2 separate regions of the Gossypium arboreum genome follow, and region 1 is linked to region 2. Evidence: chromatin contacts called from public Hi-C data. All regions are on one chromosome and are shown on one strand. The core of a region is the stretch at or near the end of the contact, and the rest is flanking DNA. Distances in the headings are between cores, read along the strand shown.

Region 1 (5,859 bases), core at 1,115-3,614, 63 kb after region 2:
TCAATTAATTTTCGCATTATATATGATCCAGGATGGTCTAACTAGTCACGCCAAGTAGTAAATGCATTTGTATTAGTAAACTTTTGGTTTACTTTAACATTTGTTTCAATTGTACTGAATTGTAACAAATTGATAATTTTATTATCATTCCTTTTAATATGTGTCCACATATAAGTACTATTGTGACATTTACTATTGGAAATATCTAAATCAATATGAAGTCTATAATGCCACTAAGTCAATAAATATAATTTCTAAATAATTATATGCAGTATTCGCTTTAGGGAATATGTCAAAATCTTCAAATGCCCAAAAATTTATTAATATAAAACTTTGAGAGTAGATTTTATTTTCCAGGTGTAGAACAGGTACAGAACCAATGACTTTTCATACATAAGTTTTCTCTCTTGCAAGTTCGCATCAATGATATTTTACCACGTAATTTTAATTGAGAACATATTCTGAATACTGTAGAGTTATACTCGCAGTTTTTTAAAAAAACTTGCAACTTTAGGTGCGTCCAACCATAATAAGTTTTAGATAGCATTATCATATATTGTTCATAAATAAATCTTTCACAGTCAAATATTTTGCTTTCAACCCTTTAATGGGATGATGAGAAAAAAGATCACAAATATTATCAAATAAATATAAATTAATAACTCAATCTTTTTTTTATATGAAATATAATATTTTCCTCATTCACAATTTTAATATGAGATTCATTATAAATATATTTTAAAAGTAATTCATTAACCATCACAAAGTTTATGCTTTTTAGATATTGATATATTAGCTCTTCAAGCTTTCAACTAATTTTGTACCATCAAATATTGAAATAATATTTGTTTGTTTCAGTACCAAATAATATAAATATTTTCTATCTGTAATGATAGAATTCATTACTACATTTTCATATCATTCCTCAAAGAATATTAACAGAAACAAAATATTTGGACATACGCCACATATGTGGCCAATAATATTTCGTATTACATTGATAACATAAATTCTTTATCCTTTGAAGAGCTATCTTGAGAACTCTTATTGTTCTCTTATTTATTACTATGTTCCTACTTTTAGTGGTCCTTAATTATATCTTTTATTTTCTTTATGTTTGCATTCACTTTAGGGAATGTAACAAATCTAGTAGGACAACCTCTATTGATTTTTTATTCCATAATCACCATCGTAAACATGCGTGGATTTTAAATCAGAATCTATCCATTCATGTTGTCATGATTATTCTCCAATTATAATAAACATGATATAATAAATAAAATATAGTAAAATACATCTGAAGATCTTTAACATCATTGTCATCATCTTGACTATTATCATGAGTATCCATTCTGAGATTGAATCTTTCAACATCCTGAAGATGAAGTTGTAAGGGTGGAAGTTTAAGGTGAAAAAGAATTTGATTTGTGGGACGACTTCGAAATATTTTGAAAAAATAGAGAATCATCGTGTTGATAACGTGTTATAAAATAAAGAAAGATAGAGAGAATAAAGAACAAAGAAAATATGAAAGCAATAGAGAATATACTTTATAAATCAAATGGATAATTACAATGCTTCATCATAATTTCTATTTATAAGCATAAGAAGTATAAAAGAAGTAGAGATCTAATTTTAATAATTATTAGAATTTAAAATATATCAAAACTTTACCTTGATCATAATAAACATCTACTTAATAAGATATTTATAATAATAAATAATTAATTATTCATTAATTCCAATTATGTATAAAAATTAGTATTAATTGTTATTCCTTAAATTGATTGAGTTAGAATAAGAAATATGTTGTCTAATTTAGGCAGCGGATAATGAAATAGGCAGTCTATTCAGAGTGTTAGGTAATAAGAATAAAGTATTAAGCAGGCCGCCAAGCCACCAACCCCGTGTGCAGTGCCGCACCAATTCCTTTACCAAAATAAATTGCAACTACAAGTCAACATCATCTAAGGTTTGCTTGGTTTTTTCCTTTTGCTGGCCAATCAACAGCATCAGAGGTTACCGTCAAATTATTTATATCTACTTTTTCATGCTTAACTTTTCCTTGTTCAATAATCTTTAATTCCATCATTTACATAACTAGAAATACAATAAATGTGCTTTCTTTATTATCTTATTTTATTCTTATTTTATTGTTTATGTCTTCTAATTTATATTTTAAATTTAATAAAGAAAGAAATTATTATAAATTATTAAAAATTTGATTGGTTAAAATTCGATTTAAGAATAAAATTATTAATAAAAATAAAATTTTCGAGAGATTTAGAAAGATGCTCTACATTAAAAGCGATCTAATTGACTTGATTAGATATATTTAAGGATTATTATATTACGATTAAAATGGGATATGGAATAATGTTTAAAAATAATTCTTTAGAAGCAGTGAAGAGTTGAAAATCTCCCCCGCTACAACACTCAATATTTAATTCCTCTCCACCAAATATACCAAACTCTCTTATTCGCTTTCCTTTTTCCTTCGCTCTCTCTTTAGATCCGATCAACCGCCATCTCTTAATACGACGGTGGGCATGGCTCTATCGCGGCTCGCCTCTTCTTCTTCTTCTTCACGCTCCGCTGATCTTCTGAAACCCCTCTGCTCTGCCATCTCCCTCCGACGCCCGATCTCCACCGATACCACTCCCATAACTGTGGAGACCTCCGTTCCTTTCACCTCTCACCAGTGCGACACCCCCTCACGCTCCGTCCAGACCAATGCCAAGGAGCTCCTCACCTTCTTCCGGGACATGGCGCTGATGCGTCGGATGGAGATCGCTGCCGATTCACTCTACAAAGCCAAGCTCATCCGCGGTTTCTGCCACTTGTACGACGGTCAAGAAGCTGTCGCCGTCGGCATGGAAGCTTCCATAACTAAAAAGGACTGTATCATAACCGCCTATCGTGACCACTGCACGTTCGTCGCTCGCGGTGGGACCCTGCTGGAAGTTTTCGCCGAGCTGATGGGACGCCAGGCTGGATGTTCTAGGGGCAAAGGAGGTTCGATGCATTTTTACAAGAAGGATTCAAATTTCTATGGCGGTCACGGGATTGTCGGAGCCCAGGTTCCTTTAGGATGTGGCTTGGCGTTTGCCCAAAAGTATTCTAAAGACGAAGCGGTCACCTTTGCTTTATATGGTGATGGGGCTGCTAATCAAGGGCAGTTGTTTGAGGCTTTGAACATCTCTGCACTTTGGGATCTGCCTGCAATTTTGGTCTGCGAGAATAATCATTGTGAGCAATTTGAATTGGAATGAAATTTTATTGGTCTATTAAATTTTTGTGGACTTTATTTATTTGATGTAACAGATGGTATGGGGACGGCTGAATGGAGAGCCGCAAAGAGTCCTGCTTACTACAAACGTGGGGATTATGCTCCTGGTTTGAAGGTGAGACTTGGTTGGCTGAGAGATAAATAGTGGTTATAATTTGTTGGTTCTTTAGTATTGTTATTATGATTATTAAGTAAATGAGGATTTAGATGTATGTGATGTCGAAGTGACTACGACCGTAGATGTCGTAAGAGTGATAGTGGATGGTAAAAAACTGTGATAGTTGTGATTTTGTGCCATGTGAGATACTTCTTCTGCTGGTTTTATATTGTTGTTTTGTTCTCTTATCCTTTTATATTAGAAGCTAAAAGTTTGAATGAAGTTTCAGAAAAGCAGAATCTCAAGGGATTTTTCCTGCTTATACTATGGGTTCTTAATATTTAAGGTTGTTTTCTTCTAAGATGTAAGGCATTGATGCAAAAAGAATGCCTTCTAGCAGAACTTTAAAAGCAACAACCTTTCTGTTCAGCTTAAGAAGAATAATTTTTTTTTTCTGACAAAACATGTCTTAGGATAATGCATGCTTAAAATTCCTTTTCTCCAGACGGTAGACATTGATATACTTTTTAACTTCAATTCTATTTGTTATGTGTTTCATATCTTCTAGGTGGATGGAATGGATGCTCTTGCTGTGAAGCAAGCTTGCACGTTTGCCAAAGAACATGCTTTGAAGAATGGACCAATTGTAAGTTTATTCATCCAGCTATTACCTGTTTTTCATTTTTTTCTTTTTAATAATCTTTTATTGTGCTCATTTTCTGGCCATTTTCCACATACTAATACTTCTTTATTTAAAGGTGTGAATCTACCACATCAACTTGAGAAAACTTTGGTTTTCTTCATCACTCATTTTAGTGTTTGTGTAAATTGTGTTATCTTCCTTATGCCTAAAGCTGTTAGAGATCAAATCCCCTGCTACATGATTGATCATGCTTGAACAAACTCCATAATTACATGCTTAACCTTATAAGCTAATTCTACTAGTCACCTCTACAGTTAGTAGACTCATAGAATATGTTATTGTTTCTCTTCTACACTATGAGAGATACGTGCTTCATTTTGAACTTTTTCTGATTAATCAATATTTGATTTACAACATTTGAGCACCAAGCAACAGGATACAACACTTTGTTGGAATATTGTGCTTGTTTCAAACTGTTTTATGCTTGTGGTACTGAAGACATAGATCTAAATTTTTGCAGTATGATATTTTATTTTGATATATTATGCTATAATAAGGGTTGTATTGCATCCAAAGCCTTAAGATTGGAAGGTTACTCCTTGAGACTAGATTGCAGAAGTACTAAAATACAGGAGATCTGCATATAATGGACTAGACTATGCAAAACACTTGTTACCTTTGGGATGGGCCTGAGTGTTTTGCTGCTTTTTTTCTAGCAGTTTGATTCTGTCCCATTTTAACAATATTAGCATGTTTGGATTCTTTAGAGGGGAGCTGACAAGGAGATGAAGCTTATATGTGTGTGTTTGTGTATATATATGTAGTAATTTGGATAGCATAAGGTAAAGTGAAACAAGCAACTTTCTATTTGTTTTGTTATTTAGATATTTAAATAAGTGACTTGGTGAAATATTAGATGAAATGGCAATTGAACTATTGAAGAATATGATCATTTTTGGCTACAAATTAGAATATACTTGGTGAGATTTGAAAAGTGGATTAGGTGATATATTATTTGTTATTTCATTTCTCTTAATGGTCGAATCACTACCAGAGGTCTCTTTTGAAGCTGATAAGTTGTATTAGGAAGTTGGAATGTTTTTTATTTTGTAGCTGTTAAAACTTTTTGGCTCTACATTAGAGGTGTAAGCGAGTTGGCTGTTGACTTGACTTTGTGCATAATTTTATTCGTAGCTGAGTTTAAGCCATTTAGTACCTGATTGAGAATATTGTAAAACTTACTCAAGCCTTTCGTTTCTTTAACATATTATATATATATATATCTAAGTGAATTACAAAAATACTTAGTTAAGTTTTGGTATTTACAATGTTACCAACCTATATACATAAAGCCCAACTCTCCAAGTAAAAGAGACAATCTTTCAAAAAATACAATTCTAATGATTATTCTCTGCATTTATTGCCTCTTTCAAACTCCAAAATTGAGTTCTCCTATGGATCTTTCTTAATTGCATATGTGCCCAATTGCAAGGAATGAGACTTGGAACCCACTTGGGAAATTATGGGATTTCCTTATGAGATTTATATGGACCTAGGCTCTCCAACCTCATTAGTTAGCTTTTGGGGTGTGGTTCTTCAAAGGTTCATATAAACCCCACACCCTAAAAGCTAGCTGTTGAGGTTAGAGAGTCTAGGTCCATATAAACCCCTAAAGGAAATCTCATGCTTTCCTATGTGGGATCCAAGTCCCTTACCTTGCAATTGGACGCATATCAGTTCACCATGCTTCATAGTCCTAGTGCCCGTGGGGGTTAGCTTTGCTTCGGCTTAATCTAGCTTTGAGTGAACATTGCAATATCAACGTCACAA
Region 2 (5,444 bases), core at 2,348-4,847:
GAGGAAGACAATTTTGCTGATTATGGAGAAGCTAGTTTGGAGATTGCTCTTAAGGTGAAGGAAGGTGCAGCAAACAGACAATACCAGAGACATGGAGAGGAGGAAGTGTGCCGTGGGGAGGCTGGGGGAGAGAATGATGCTGATGCTGATGATGAAGGTGATGAAAGTGCTCAGAGGACATCAGAGGATAGTGAGAATGCTTCTGAGAATGGTGAGGTTTTTGGAAGTGATTCTGGCGAAGGTGAATCGAGGGAGGAGCAAGAGGAAGATATTGATCATGATGAACATGATAATAAAGTGGAGAGTGAAGGGGAGGCTGAAGGGATGGCTGATGCCCATGATGCGGAAGCTGATGTTACATTGTTACCATTTTCAGAACGTTTCCTGCTAACTGTAAAGCCCCTTGCAAAGTACGTCCCTTCACCATTACATGAGAACAAGAAGGATTCACAAGTTTTCTATGGAAATGACTCATTTTACGTGCTTTTTAGGCTTCACCATGTAAGTAACATTTTGTTGAAGTAATTTTTAACTGATCTTAATGGATATTTCTTGTATAGTTTGCTCATCAACTCAGTAATCCCTCTGCAAAATTTTGACAGACATTGTATGCGAGAATACAATCAGCTAAGATTAATTCATCATCTGCAGATAGGAAATGGAGGGCTTCTAGTGATCCTAGTCCTACTGATCTCTATGCTAGGTAATATAGTTTTAACTTCTGTTGGTACAGGCAGATGTTTAAAAGTGGTCAGTACTTGTTTCCTTTAAACTCTTTTATGGTACAGGTTCATGAGTGCACTTTACAATTTGCTCGATGGCTCTTCTGATAATACAAAATTTGAGGATGATTGCCGAGCTATCATTGGAACTCAGTCTTATGTTCTATTCACATTAGATAAGCTGATATATAAAATTGTCAAACAGGTAATGCTATTGTTTTCCCCTAACTTTCCCCCTTCTTTCCCTACGCGCTCTCGACCTCAACTTTTTCATCTTTGTGGTGCTTGCCTCAGCTTCAAGCCATTGCAAGTGATGAAATGGACAATAAGCTTCTTCAACTATATGCATATGAGAAATCAAGGAGATCTAGAAGATTTGATGTTGTTTATCATGAAAATGCTCGTGTTCTCCTTCACGATGAGAATATATATCGAATTGAATGTGTAAGTCTCTTTTTTTTAAAGATTGATGATTTATTTGATCTGTGTGGATATAGAACTCTCACATGCACTCTGCATCTTATATTTTATGTTTGCAGTCATCAACTCCAACGTGTCTTTCCATCCAGCTTATGGACTATGGACATGATAAGCCTGAAGTGACAGCTGTTTCCATGGACCCTAATTTTGCTGCATATTTGCACAATGACTTTCTCTCAGTTGTTCCCAAGGAAAAAGAGAAGCCTGGAATATTCTTGAAGAGGTATATTGACTAATAATGACTATAGATGTGGTTCTTGACATATAGTCCTTGAAGTTAACATGATATTTAAGTATGGTGTTTGCAGGAATGTACGCAAATGTGCGGGTGGTGATGAACTCTCTTCAACATGCCGGACAACAGAAGGACTTAAAGTGGTTAATGGTTTGGAGTGCAAGATTGCTTGCAATTCTTCCAAGGTATAATCCCATTAGAAATTCCTTCTCCTTGGTGAAATTTACTAATATTCCTTAAGGTTGCATTTCTTGTCAATATATTTATATGATTAGTTAATTGAGTGGAATTGGTACCTGGTAGGTGTCTTATGTTTTGGACACGGAAGATTTTTTGTTCAGAGTGAAATGGAAATCAGCCTTGAACCAGAACAGCCAATGCCAAAACCGGGCAACGGTTTCAAATGGGAATTCAATTAGACTACGAAGACAACAGCGATATCAGAGATTACTTCTAGCATATACTTCCATGGCATAAGTAGATATGGTACGTCTGTATCCATTTGCTGCTATGTTCTGTTTGCTCTGAATTAAAGGACAATAATGAAGCATAATTTCCCCTTTGAGTTAAATCCGTTTCATATATATATATATATATAAGTTAAATAAAATTAAGAAAAAAGAAACATTCGCCGACATATTTGGCTTCAGATTTCTGTGTGTTTTGTCAGTTAGGTAATTCATTAATTACATACAAACACAGGCGTTAGGGGAGCGGGTGAAAGAGTTGACAATGCCAAAGAGCAAGTGGAAACCTTTTTATTTTATTATTTTTGAAATGAAATCATGGCTCAATGTACTATCATATATATGACCAAGGAAATAAAGGAATAGATTTTGAGGGCTCAAAAGAATTGTAGTTAAATCTTTGTAAGTTGGTGGTGGTATTTTGAACCACAGTCGTCTACTGTACATAGGAGGGTAATATGATATCTTGTTCTGGTGTAATACTCGACATAAATGTTCATTATCCATTCATATTATTATTTATCTTTGTGCTCCCTCTTCTTATTTGTTGGCATGCATTTGTTTCGCTTTTATTATTATATTGTTTTGGACGTGCTTATCTATCAGCTTTACACTTGTAAAAATCGAGTGAGACATGGAACGGATCGAATATCTGAAACCCTCAACTTCTTTTATTTATTTACAGTAATATTTGTAGGATGTTTAAATTATGTTATTTTTAAAAAGCATAATATAAAATGTGTGTTGTATTTGTATATTTGAATATGTTATTTGTATAGATAAAACGAATTATTTACATGAAAAATCTTTGTGGAATTAGAGTGAGTTTATGAATCTGCGCTGCATTGTAAATTGAAGTTAAATATCGTGGTTCTGAGTAGAGGGAAGTAACGTGCTGTCTTGATTCAAAATTAAATGTTAATCTAATTGGGTATGATAATTTCTTTTATATTTTTATTATTTTAATAAAATAAAATATTGTTAATTGTTTTAGGTATAATTATGCTATAGCAGATGTTAATATAAATTTTTTTATCACACATATATATATATACTAAGAAGGTATTTTGTTAATCATCCTGGGCGGGGGCTTGGGCTTGACGTGACTAATTGGAGAATTAGACCGATCCTATTGGATTAGGTCTAGTCAGGATTGAATAATTACTCTGTGCTTACGTATCATGGGTGAAAGAGGGGAAAACGAGGAGTTAGACATGAAATCAAGGAGGGTTAGAGAAAATGAGGAGCTTTGGTGGTTAAAAAAATAGAGTCAAACCAATATTGAAGCGAGAGGTCATGGGGGTTTGTTGAGTTCTCTCTAACATATAAAAAAAAAAAAAAAAAATCAAAGAGAAGCTTAAATCATGGAAGTGGGTGGACTTATTGAGCGTAGGCATAAGCTAGTGTCTTCTGCCTAACTGGCTTCCCGTTACCAGCTATTGCAGGCACGCGTAATGCTCTTCAACCTAAACAATGGATGTCAATGATTGTACTGCATTCTGATCGGATTCGAAGGAAATATGGAGCTGTGCAGCGGTATTATAACATCATCTCGGTAACAAGGTAATCCCGAGCAAAACATTGGATGGGAGTTTAAAGCTGCCCCGTCGGTTGTTATTCATCCCGATAATGCTGGTTAAAATGATCAACATCAACATCACATTCTGTCCACTCACTGGAAAATGGCACCGTTGTTGGCCAACATACGGGTCTTAAGTGCACAAATTGTATCATCAGACGCTATAGCTGCAGAAGCTCGTCGATTGATGAAACAAGTTTCCGTTTTCCAACTATACATTGAATGGCCTTAATGTGTTTTGTCTAAAAAATAGCATGCAGGTGACTTTGGGGTTTCAATTTTCCTCTCAATGTTTTTTGTGGATTGCACAATGTATAAGCATCGTACCTAACACAAAGACAAACAATCCTAAAAGAATCGTAAAGAAAGCAATTTCAGAAAAAAACTCTCTTCATGTTTAGCAATATTAAAAATTAGGATTTTTCTAGTTTAATGGATCTGCTATGGTATGCCAATATTGGTAATTTACAGAGAGTTAACTAGAGAGGTTTAATATTAATTGAAATTACACTTCAATTGAAAATAGCTGGCCAGTCGATCCTAGTGTCCTAAAGACACTAAACTGCCACAGATTATGCCTCCCTTAGGCAGCATAAGCTTACTAGCTCCGCAAGTAGCTTCCCTTCACCATATGGTCGACTTGCGTTAATTTGGGTCACATATTAATTTTGAATAAGAAATTAAAATTATCGATTAAATAATTTTCAAAGATTCTATTTTAACCCATTAAAATCATGATATGTGCAACATAGTTTAAATTTCTTTCATTTCAAATATTTAGAAAATATGATGTTCCACTTTAAAATTCATCATTTAATCTAAAATAAATATTTATTCAATTACTTAAATATTTGAAATAAATAATTAATCTTATATTAAACTAATCATTAAATTGAGAAAACATATATTACTTCAACAAATAAATCTAGTGATTCAGTAAAAAATAGAATATCGGTAATGACAATATATCGCAAAGAAAAGAGAAATAAAAATAAAGAACACACAGATTTTTACGTGGAAACCCTTTTGGGAAAAAATCACGGGCAGAGGAGAAAAAAATTCACTATGTCGAATTCAAATAATTTAAAAGAGGAGTAGACTATGTCTATTTATAGGCTTGTAAAATCATATTCTAATAGAAGTGTAGTAAGACTGGAACACCTTATTTTAATCAATATCAAATAGATGGAGTTTAATAAGGTTTAAAAAACCTTATTCTAAAATAAAATAAAAGAAGTGTAGTTCTATATGGATTTTACTTTTATTTTATTTCACCACTGTATTTTATTTAAATAAGGATTCGGGTCACTTAATTCTAACAATCTCCACCTTGACACGAATTCTCAATGAACAAGTTTTTCATCGCGAAATCTTAACGAATAAGTTCTCCACCTCTTCCATAAAACCCCTTAAGGGTTTAACTTCAACAACGAACACTAACCAAGTTGAAGCAATGGTCAAACTTGGTTATAGGAAGTGACTTAATCATCATATCTGCAAGATTTTCATGAGTACTAATTTTGCTCTCAACAATATCACCACAAGCAATAATATCACGAATAAAATGATATCGAACATCAGTGTGTTTTGTTCTCTCATGAAACATTTGATCTTTTGTAAGGAAGATGACACTTTGACTGTCACAAAATATTATACTGATTTGAAGGTGTTCATTGAGTTCACTAAAGAGTTCTTTCAACCAAATAGCTTCTTTACAAGCTTCAATAATCGCTATGTACTCAACTTCAGTGGTAGACAAAGTGACTGTAATTTGCAAAGTGGTTTTCCAACTGATTGCATAACCTCCGATTGTAAAGACATAACCTGTAAAAGATCTTCTTCTATCAAGGTCTCCAGCAAAATCAGCATCAACATACGCAATGACTCTATCTCTAGTTCTTCCAAACTATAAGTAAACATTAATAGTACCTCATAAGTATCTTAAAATCTACTGAACTGCT

Evidence for each region. Hi-C and Micro-C count contacts between places; a contact is called where the count stands out from the background.
Region 1: a contact with region 2 is called in a Hi-C map of leaf, with 3 times the contacts expected there. The contact joins the promoter of LOC108476074 here to the enhancer-like site in region 2. A contact is called at or near these places in 4 of 5 Hi-C or Micro-C datasets (all in leaf).

What each region holds. Positions count from the first base shown.
Region 1 is chr3:12,554,826-12,560,684 of ASM2569848v2, forward strand. It overlaps LOC108476074 (pyruvate dehydrogenase E1 component subunit alpha, mitochondrial-like), which reads left to right and starts at 2,365. Exons shown (of 8, transcript XM_017778144.2): 1 at 2,365-3,249; 2 at 3,325-3,404; 3 at 3,955-4,032. The coding sequence starts at 2,550.
Region 2 is chr3:12,490,329-12,495,772 of ASM2569848v2, forward strand. It overlaps LOC108475972 (paired amphipathic helix protein Sin3-like 4), which reads left to right. Exons shown (of 24, transcript XM_017777993.2): 17 at 1-501; 18 at 603-703; 19 at 789-927; 20 at 1,017-1,166; 21 at 1,262-1,425; 22 at 1,511-1,622; 23 at 1,741-1,923; 24 at 2,112-2,720. The coding sequence ends at 1,914. Among protein-coding and RNA genes, the nearest start is that of LOC108475972, 10 kb to the left of the region's middle. Within about 2 kb of position 3,598, at least 2 of the 2 cell types and tissues checked have an H3K27ac peak or open chromatin away from gene starts, as enhancers often do. A contact at or near this core is called in leaf, where this site is marked.